Regions from separate parts of the Mus musculus genome. Here region 1 is linked to region 2. A link is a contact called in public promoter capture Hi-C data. All regions are on one chromosome and are shown on one strand. The core of a region is the stretch at or near the end of the contact, and the rest is flanking DNA. Distances in the headings are between cores, read along the strand shown.

Region 1 (3,995 bases), core at 300-2,799, 360 kb after region 2:
GGTATCTTGTGGTTCCTTCTCCCTCCCTTATTCTCTCCCTCCATACCACCTTGCCTTTCTTTCTTTTCCCTCCCCAATTCTCTCTATAATTCATACTACCATGAAGGTGTATTCTAAGACTCCAGATACAAATCTATTGGACCTGAAAAGTGTGTTTGTAAAGAATGGAAAAAGAAAAGAACAGGAAAATGCTCATTTTCTGAAGAGAGATAAGATTCAAATCAATTCCTTCTAAAAGACGGTTTTTTAAACGTAATTATCTTTTCATGGGCCTTTCAGAATCTCCACAGATAATGCTTCAACAGAACTGTGGTATTAATACCTTGCTGGCACACAAGACACAACACACACCACCCCAGGCTATTACCCCAACCACCACCCAAGTGCACCCTACCCTATCCAACCATAGCCCACCACCCTAGCCCTTTCCACCCCAGCCCAAACAGCCTCAGCTCAGCCCAGCCCAGCCCACTGCACCCTATCCAAGCCAACTTCACCTCCCCTCACCCAATCCCCACTCCTCCCAAAATGGACCCAAGCCCAGTTTCAATGCAGAGAGCTCAGTTTTTCTGCAAACACCATCCACAGGCTGAGCCAGCTTCCGCCACTACCGCCCCGCCTTGCCGACTGCACGTTTAAAACATCCCACTCCTCCTCAGCCTTCCTATTTGCTCACCCAGATGCTCTGTGCTGTTCTCAACACAAACAAAATATCAGTGAGAGGGAGGAGAGGGAGAGGATATGTTGGATGTTTGGATGAGTGACATGCCAACTGGATAGATTGGAAGGAAGAAGAAAAAAAGAACAGGAGGAGGAAAGGGAGGGTGGTCTCAAGGAGTCATTTGTCTCCTGGCTGTCTACCTCCTTAGACAGCCTTAGTTCCCAAGAAAATAGTGCTTTTATCTAAAGACAGTGACAGGCGGCACCTGCGTGGCCTCTGGTTTCATTCCAGCAGGGACTCTTTGTGTGGTGCATCTCAGGTGGCATGCTAGCTTGTCACCCCCTTCTCCAGCTCAGTCTTTTATTTGCTTTCCTGTGTGCCCCCCCCACCACCACCACCTCCCTGCCTGGTCTGGGCAGAGCTCACACACAGCAGGAACCTTTTCAGTCCCTCTTTTACATTCTTTGCGCTTCACTACCTTCAACACAAGTCTTTGGACCAGTGCCTGTGGGGACTTGAGGCATTCCAGAAGATCTTGCTGAGCTGTGCCTACTCCGCCAGCATCCTTCCTGTGGTTACAACTCTGAAGTAGCCTTCACCTTCTCTTACCACACAGTTCATCTGGGGGGGAGGGGTTACATCTTCTTTTCCTTTGATCTTGACAGGTGGCCTATTCACCCACATGCATCAGGGTATATTTTAGAGATCAGTCACTTAAGTAGCAACTATGCAGTAGTACAGCTTTGATGTGTTTCTAGCCTACATTATTCCTTTAAAAATGTTCTATAGATCTGCATTTCTAGAGGCTAGACAGATGGCTCAGCGGGTAGGAGCTCTTGCTGTTCTTGCAGATGATGCAAGTTCAGTTCCCAGCATCCACATGGAACTCCAGTCTCAGGGTTCTAACGCCCTCTTCTGGCCTACGTGGGCACTGCATCCCTGTGAAGAAGGCACTATATCGGTTTGGAAGAAGTCATGGCCAAACACTGTGCTTGGGGCCTCAGACATGGGCCTCCCAAACAGCTTTCTGTCTCTGTGTGTGATGTCAGCTCAGGTGACCCTAGCACTCTCATGCTGGCCGCACACGTGGGCTTGCTGAACCTGCACCTGTGTAGAAGGTGCCTGGGCCGGAGCAGCGGCTCACTGCAGCAGAACGAACGCCACACTGCTTCCCCATAACTGGGACTCGCATCATGAGGGTTGTGTTGCTACCAGATGCTCACCTGCTGACCTCCACTTTACTCATTGTTACACAGGAGGACCCTGTTCCAAACGGTCTCCAGGCACTGCCTCTGTTTTATGCTGCTACCATAGCAATAAATGTCTTTTCCATCATGTACACAGGAGCGCCAGGTAAGAACCCGCCATGGAATCCTAAGTGCACAGGAAGGTATTGTAACTGAACAGCATTGACTAGCTGTGGAGCAAGTCCTGGTATTGGCTAATAGTAAAAGGCATTGTTCACAGTCATTATGGTATAGTAGAATAATTATAATAATAATAATAAATGTTTTTCCTTGTTTTAAATACCAAGAAGATACATAAATTGCAAAAAACAACAGGCTTTCGAGTTAAATTCCACTCAGCCATTACCCACTATGTTGTCCCAGCAGCCAGCTGACAGCCTTGGAGTCTTAGAGCTTGTTCTCGAGCCATGGGGGTGGTCAGGAGGAATGTCCGGTTGTCCAGGATGGGAGAGGCGGGTCAGAAGTGGTCTACCGCTGCAAGCCGCAGACTCCCAGGGTCTGGTGATGATTGCTCCTGCTTTCCCATCCTGGCTTAGGTGTGGGATGGGGAGAAAGAGATGTGTGTACCTGTAGTCCCTGCACTTGGGCGACTGAGGCCAAAATGTTGCTTGAGTCACCAGGTCCAGGAAAGCCTGGCAATACAATAATTAATGTCAAAAAATGTCTCTGCGTGTGTCTGGTCCTTTGGAGTCACGAGCACCCACTTCTCTTGCGTGTAAGTGAGTCCTATAAAAACCTGAAGTGAGAGTATTTTCCTACAAATGTAGGGAAACTTAGAAGACAGGATATCACACGATTTGCTGTCTATCACATTGTAGGTACTGGGGGCCATGCCCTGCTCCATATGTGTCCCCTCACGAAGCGGACTGCAGTGTCCTTACCTAGTCATGGGTACTTTTCCTGTTAGTTTGTTTGGGGTTTTGGTTTTTGGAGACAGGTTATCTCTACATATCCCTGGTTGTCCTGAAACTCACTATATATACTGGGCTGGCCTCCCAAGTGCTGGGATCAAAGGTGTGTGCCACTACACCAGGCCTCCGGGTATATTCTTGCCAGAACAGTTGCCCACCCCAGGTACCAGCTCTGGTTGGTACTGGGACTACAGAATAATAATCTGCAGACCTGTATAGACTCTTAATATTTCCAATGATGTAGTAACACTCAGCATGTAGTAAATATAGAGATAGGCCATCAAAATTATTAGAAGACATATTTAAGAGAATTTAGAGAAAGAGTTTGTTATATTCCACACGTGCCAGGTTGCTTAAGCTGTCATACATATCAATCAGCAAATGTCATAACTGAGACATTAGGTCCTAGACTAGGAGCCTAGTGGGAGTTCTGGTCCTTCGCTTTGCTGGTCAAATTAACTAATACTGAGGGATGGCTCTGATAGATCCATCTAAAGATCCGCTCCATGGATTCCTGTGATCTATTACTCACAATTGTGAAGCATCCACAGTATCTGTAATGCGTCACCACCATATAGTTTCGTTCCCCCAGAATGATTCGCTGTACCAGCAAGATGGTCCTCTTGGGCAACATTCAGAACATGTGTAGTAAAATGATAGGTAAGAGAGCAGGAAGACAGGTGGATGTAAACACTGGAAGGTTTATGATAAAATCACGGCTGTCTCCTGACATTTGGAAAAACTAGGAAGCAATAGTATTGAGCAGAAAAAGAATACCGCACAGGGACATACCACTTCCAAGTCAGAGTGAGGGCCACAGGCTGGCTGCATCCGCATCGCATGTGGTGACATCAGAAGCAGATTGTCTGGTGTAGCGCTGAGCCCGGTCCTCTGCAGTCTGTGTTTCCACAGGGCCTCATGTGACAGTTCAGGGTCCGTAACTCTGGGCGCTTTCTCGTCTTCCTCTTTTGAGGCAGGATCTTGCTATGTTGCCCAGAATTTCTGTGATTAAATGATCCTCCTGAGGAACTGGTTCCACAGGCGTGAAGCACCCCGGCCGATCACCGCTTCTGCCGCCAGCATCACTTCACTATAGTGTTTATGTGATGGTGCCCCTAAAAAGTTCTGACCAGGGGGTTTCACTCCATTTATGAAAGTGTGTGCACAAGTGCGTGC
Region 2 (3,847 bases), core at 571-3,070:
TCTGTAATATATTTTCAAAATTAAACTTGAATGGGCAATGCAAAGGCAGTTTAATATAAAATACTGTTCAAAATAGGTACATTTAAAAACCAAGCAAACTGGTTAGGGAGAATTAAATGTTCAGGTAAGTAAAATGGGTTAAGCTGACCAGACACTTGCACGTCAGGTTTGATGGGACCTCCTGTGAGAGTGGTCACAGTAAGCTGCACAATAACCTCATTACCAAATAAGGATAAGACTCGCCAGAGTCTACTGCTCCTGTCTCCTGGCTTGCACACCAGACCAGGAAAGCCTCCTCCCAGAGATGCGGGACTATCATTAAGTCTGGCCACTTGGTCAGGTGGGAGGTCGACACAGCAAAGATGTCAGAATTATTGCCAGTGACCTTTTTTTTCTGTTTAAATTGTTCAAAGTGTAACCTGGGGCTGGGATCTAAAAGAGATTTAAGGATGAGAGTAGTGTAAAATGCACAAGCCTACCCCAGGAAGCAGAGGCAGACATTCTTGAGTTCAAGGCCAGCCTGGTCTACAGATCAAGTTCCAGGCAGCTAGAGCTACAGAGAAACCCTGTCTCAAAACAACAACAAAAACCAAAGCGACAAGAAAGCACCAGTCTAAAGTGTTTAAAAAGCCAATGAAGTCTCGTATTCAGGGCTGGCTCTTCCTTGGGTGCTAGCCAGAGCGAACAACTTCTACTAAAGAGCTTTAAAGAGTAACCACTAAGGGTGTGGAGTGTCTCCTCCCTGGGAAAAGAGATTATTCCTATAACAACACAATAGGAGATTTCTCAATTTAGACAAATGATCCCATGAATCAGAAATTACATGCAAGGTGCTGTTTTAGGCTTACTATTACTGTGATGAAAACACTCTCACCAAAGGCAACTTGGGGAAGAATGGGTTCATTTACTAATATCTCCATAGTACAGTTAGCTCATCATCAAAAGCAGTTAGGGCAGGAACTTGGTGCCATGAAGAAGTGTAGCTACAAGGCTTGCTCTGCCTGGTTTGTTTGTTTTTGTTTTTAAATAGCACTCAAGACCACTAGCCCAGGGGTGGCACCGCCCACAATGGGCGGGGCCCTCCCTCTCCCATCAATCTCTAATTAAGAAGATGCCCTACAGGCTGGCCTACAGCCTGCCTGATCTTGTGGAAACATCTTCTCAGTTTAGGTTCCCTCCTCTCAGGACTCTAGCTTGTGCTCAATGATAGAATACTTGCCTAGCGTATACAAAGCTCTGAGGTTCATCCTCCCAAATAAATAAATAAATAAATAAATAGCATCAAATGTCCTAATCGAGTGAAAATTGCAGGGAACACATTTCAATATAGGGTTCCAGAAACAACTGTGTAGAGAGATCTGATACCAGTCGCCAAATTCTGACCAACTTACATAAGTTTTCCACATTCTTGCTGCAGACCATTCAACTCCATTTTTCCAAAACGTCCAGGACATCATGCAAACAGTCCCAGCCTCACCTCCACGTTCCAAGCACAGAGATAGGAGAACCCGGGAGCTAGCGAGCGCGCGCGCAGGCGCAGTCGGGGGTCCGGGCAGCCCCGCCCCCGCCCTCAGACCCCGAAGATAAACCGCTGGCCCCGGCAGGAGCCGAGCCACGCGCTACCCTCGGCAGCGGCCTGGGCTCTCAGAGAGAGTTAGCGGCCGAGGCCCCGTGCCATCGCTCACCTCGGAAGGCCGGCTGGTCTCGCCTGGTCGGGGGCAGCTGCAGGTCCCGGGTCACCGGCAAGGGATTCCTCGCAGCCCTGCCAAGGAAGCGTTTCCTGGACTCTGCCATCGCTTAATGAGCGCGCCTCGGCGCCGGCGTGGATTGAACGGACCAATGAGCGCGGAGGGGCGGGGCCCAGGCGAGGGGCGGGGCCGTCCCAGAATCCAGAGACTTGGCAGCCGGCGAGAAATTTCAAAATCGAACAAAGCTCTCCCAACTGGATGGATGACGCCGTTGGAGCGGGCTTGTTGAATCCTCAGGATATAGCAGGACCAGGCTTGACAAGTCAGGACATGTCTTCAGACACAGCCCAGAGGAAGCCAAAGGACCGCAGTGACTGCACCTGTCAAATGCTGGTGCGCTCCTTAGGGATAAGGCTCATTGCTTTCCCTGAGGACAAGTTCCCGAATGATCTTTGGAGCTGCTTAACAGAATTAGGTTGCGATTATACCTCGCAAGCGAGATGATGAGCTCAGATGTTAGGTGTCTCGTGTTTGCACAGCTTGCAAACAAAACCTTTTTTTTTTTTTTTCTTTTTTCGGTTTTTCAAGACAGGGTTTCTCTGTATAGCACTGGCTGCCCTGGGACTCACTCTGTAGACCAGGCTGGCCTCGAACTCAGAAATCCACCTGCCTCTGTCTCCCAAATGCTGGGATTAAAGGCGTGTGCCACCACTTGCCCGACTTTGCAAACAAAATCTTAAGTTGAGATCTACCTTTGTGCTGTTATTTTATTGAAAATCTTGCTACGTAGCACAGGCTGGCCTAGAACTCACTTGCAGTCTTCCTTGACCTCCTGAGTGCTAAGATTACAACTCTATGCCCAGCCCTTTCTGTGCATTTATATATGCATTTGTGAAATGCAAACAAGTGTAGGAGACAGAAGAAAAAGAAAACTGAGGATATAACCCTCTGCTCTTTCAAGGCAGGATATAATTCTGTGAAGTTAAACCTATTGTGTGTTATAAAAAGATAAAGGAAAGAAGGAATATGTTTTGGTGGATGTGTAGTCAGGTATGGGGTGCCCCCGCAGGCCCATGGGTATAGTATAGAATAGAGTTTACTCAGGGAATGGGGAAGGGAGTTAAAAGGGTATTAGAGACAGAGAAAGGCAGAGAGAGTTGAGGAATAGAGGCTGGCTGAGAGCACATGTAGACAAGGGGGAGTAGGGGTGAGAGGACAGAGCAGGAGCAAGAAGACAAGAGAGAGCAAAGGAGGGAAGAGGGCAGAGGTAGCAAGCAGCCCCTCTCATAGTGAGTCAGGCAAGCCTGGCTATTGCCAGGTAACTGTGGGGCGGAGCTTAGACAGAATGCTAACAAAACCAACTCCTGTTGAACAATTTGTCTATGTTTGTCTTTTTAGGCATGCTGCCTTAACCTTTGACGCCCATCATTTAAACATGTCACCAACATAAAACCCAGACATGCTAACAGTGGTGGTTCATTGCTGTACTCCCTCAGAAAAATGACATGTGTGAAACATATTTCTAGGAAAAAAGCTACATCTTCAAACTGATTAACTGATTGGAACCTCAAAGGTTGTGGAGAGCTTGGGATGTTGCAGGACCAGGGCCCAGATACAACCTATCTTGAGCTATCTGTAACCCATTAAATAGCCACCCCTTGCCCCTATCCCAACCCCCACCTCAGACCTTAGGACACCTGACATCATGTTAGACGCCTTGTTTTGTTTGTTTGTTTGTTTGTTTGTTTGTTTGTTTAAGTGAGGGAGAACAACTGGAGGATGGTCTGGGTCTGGTTGCCCCCTAACTGTACACCCAGAGAAGCTATGTAAATCTTGCTCCCCAATTTAAAGTTAATAAAAGACTAGAGCCTGTGATTGAGTTGTAGAGAGAGAAAGGCAGGAGGTTGTGGGGACCCAGTGAGGGGGGGTCTCAGGAGAGACCAAGAGAAGGAGAAAGGAGACAAAGGGAGGAATAAGCTGCCTTGAGGGGAATGGCCCACGAGTGCATGGCCATGGGAAACAGCAAGTGACAAGGGACAAGTGGCTGGGGATGTGAGGTAGAACAGCTCCAAAACCTGCCCAGTCTAGGCTTACAGCTTGGAAATAAAATACCAGGACTTCGTGTCTTTAATATGGGCTAGCTAGAATGCATAATTCAT

Evidence for each region. Promoter capture Hi-C pulls out the DNA fragments that hold promoters and counts their contacts.
Region 1: a promoter capture Hi-C map of embryonic stem cells shows a contact between it and region 2. The contact joins the enhancer-like site here to the promoter of Ckap2 in region 2. A contact is called at or near these places in 3 of 39 promoter capture datasets (the 3T3-L1 cell line, embryonic stem cells and liver), 1 of 484 Hi-C or Micro-C datasets (the C2C12 cell line) and 4 of 115 datasets of contacts at active chromatin or transcription factors (embryonic stem cells, memory CD8 T cells and stem cell-derived neural progenitor cells).

What each region holds. Positions count from the first base shown.
Region 1 is chr8:22,543,587-22,547,581 of GRCm38.p6, forward strand. It overlaps Slc20a2 (solute carrier family 20, member 2), which reads left to right. Exons shown (of 11, transcript NM_011394.3): 5 at 1,918-2,014. Among named protein-coding and RNA genes, the nearest start is that of Vdac3, 48 kb to the right of the region's middle. Within about 2 kb of position 1,550, at least 43 of the 459 cell types and tissues checked have an H3K27ac peak or open chromatin away from gene starts, as enhancers often do. A contact at or near this core is called in embryonic stem cells and memory CD8 T cells, where this site is marked.
Region 2 is chr8:22,183,999-22,187,845 of GRCm38.p6, forward strand. It overlaps Ckap2 (cytoskeleton associated protein 2), which reads right to left and starts at 1,821. Exons shown (of 9, transcript NM_001004140.2): 1 at 1,686-1,821. The coding sequence starts at 1,794. It overlaps Gm29878 (a long non-coding RNA gene), which reads left to right and starts at 2,030. Exons shown (of 2, transcript XR_378798.3): 1 at 2,030-2,081; 2 at 3,087-3,154.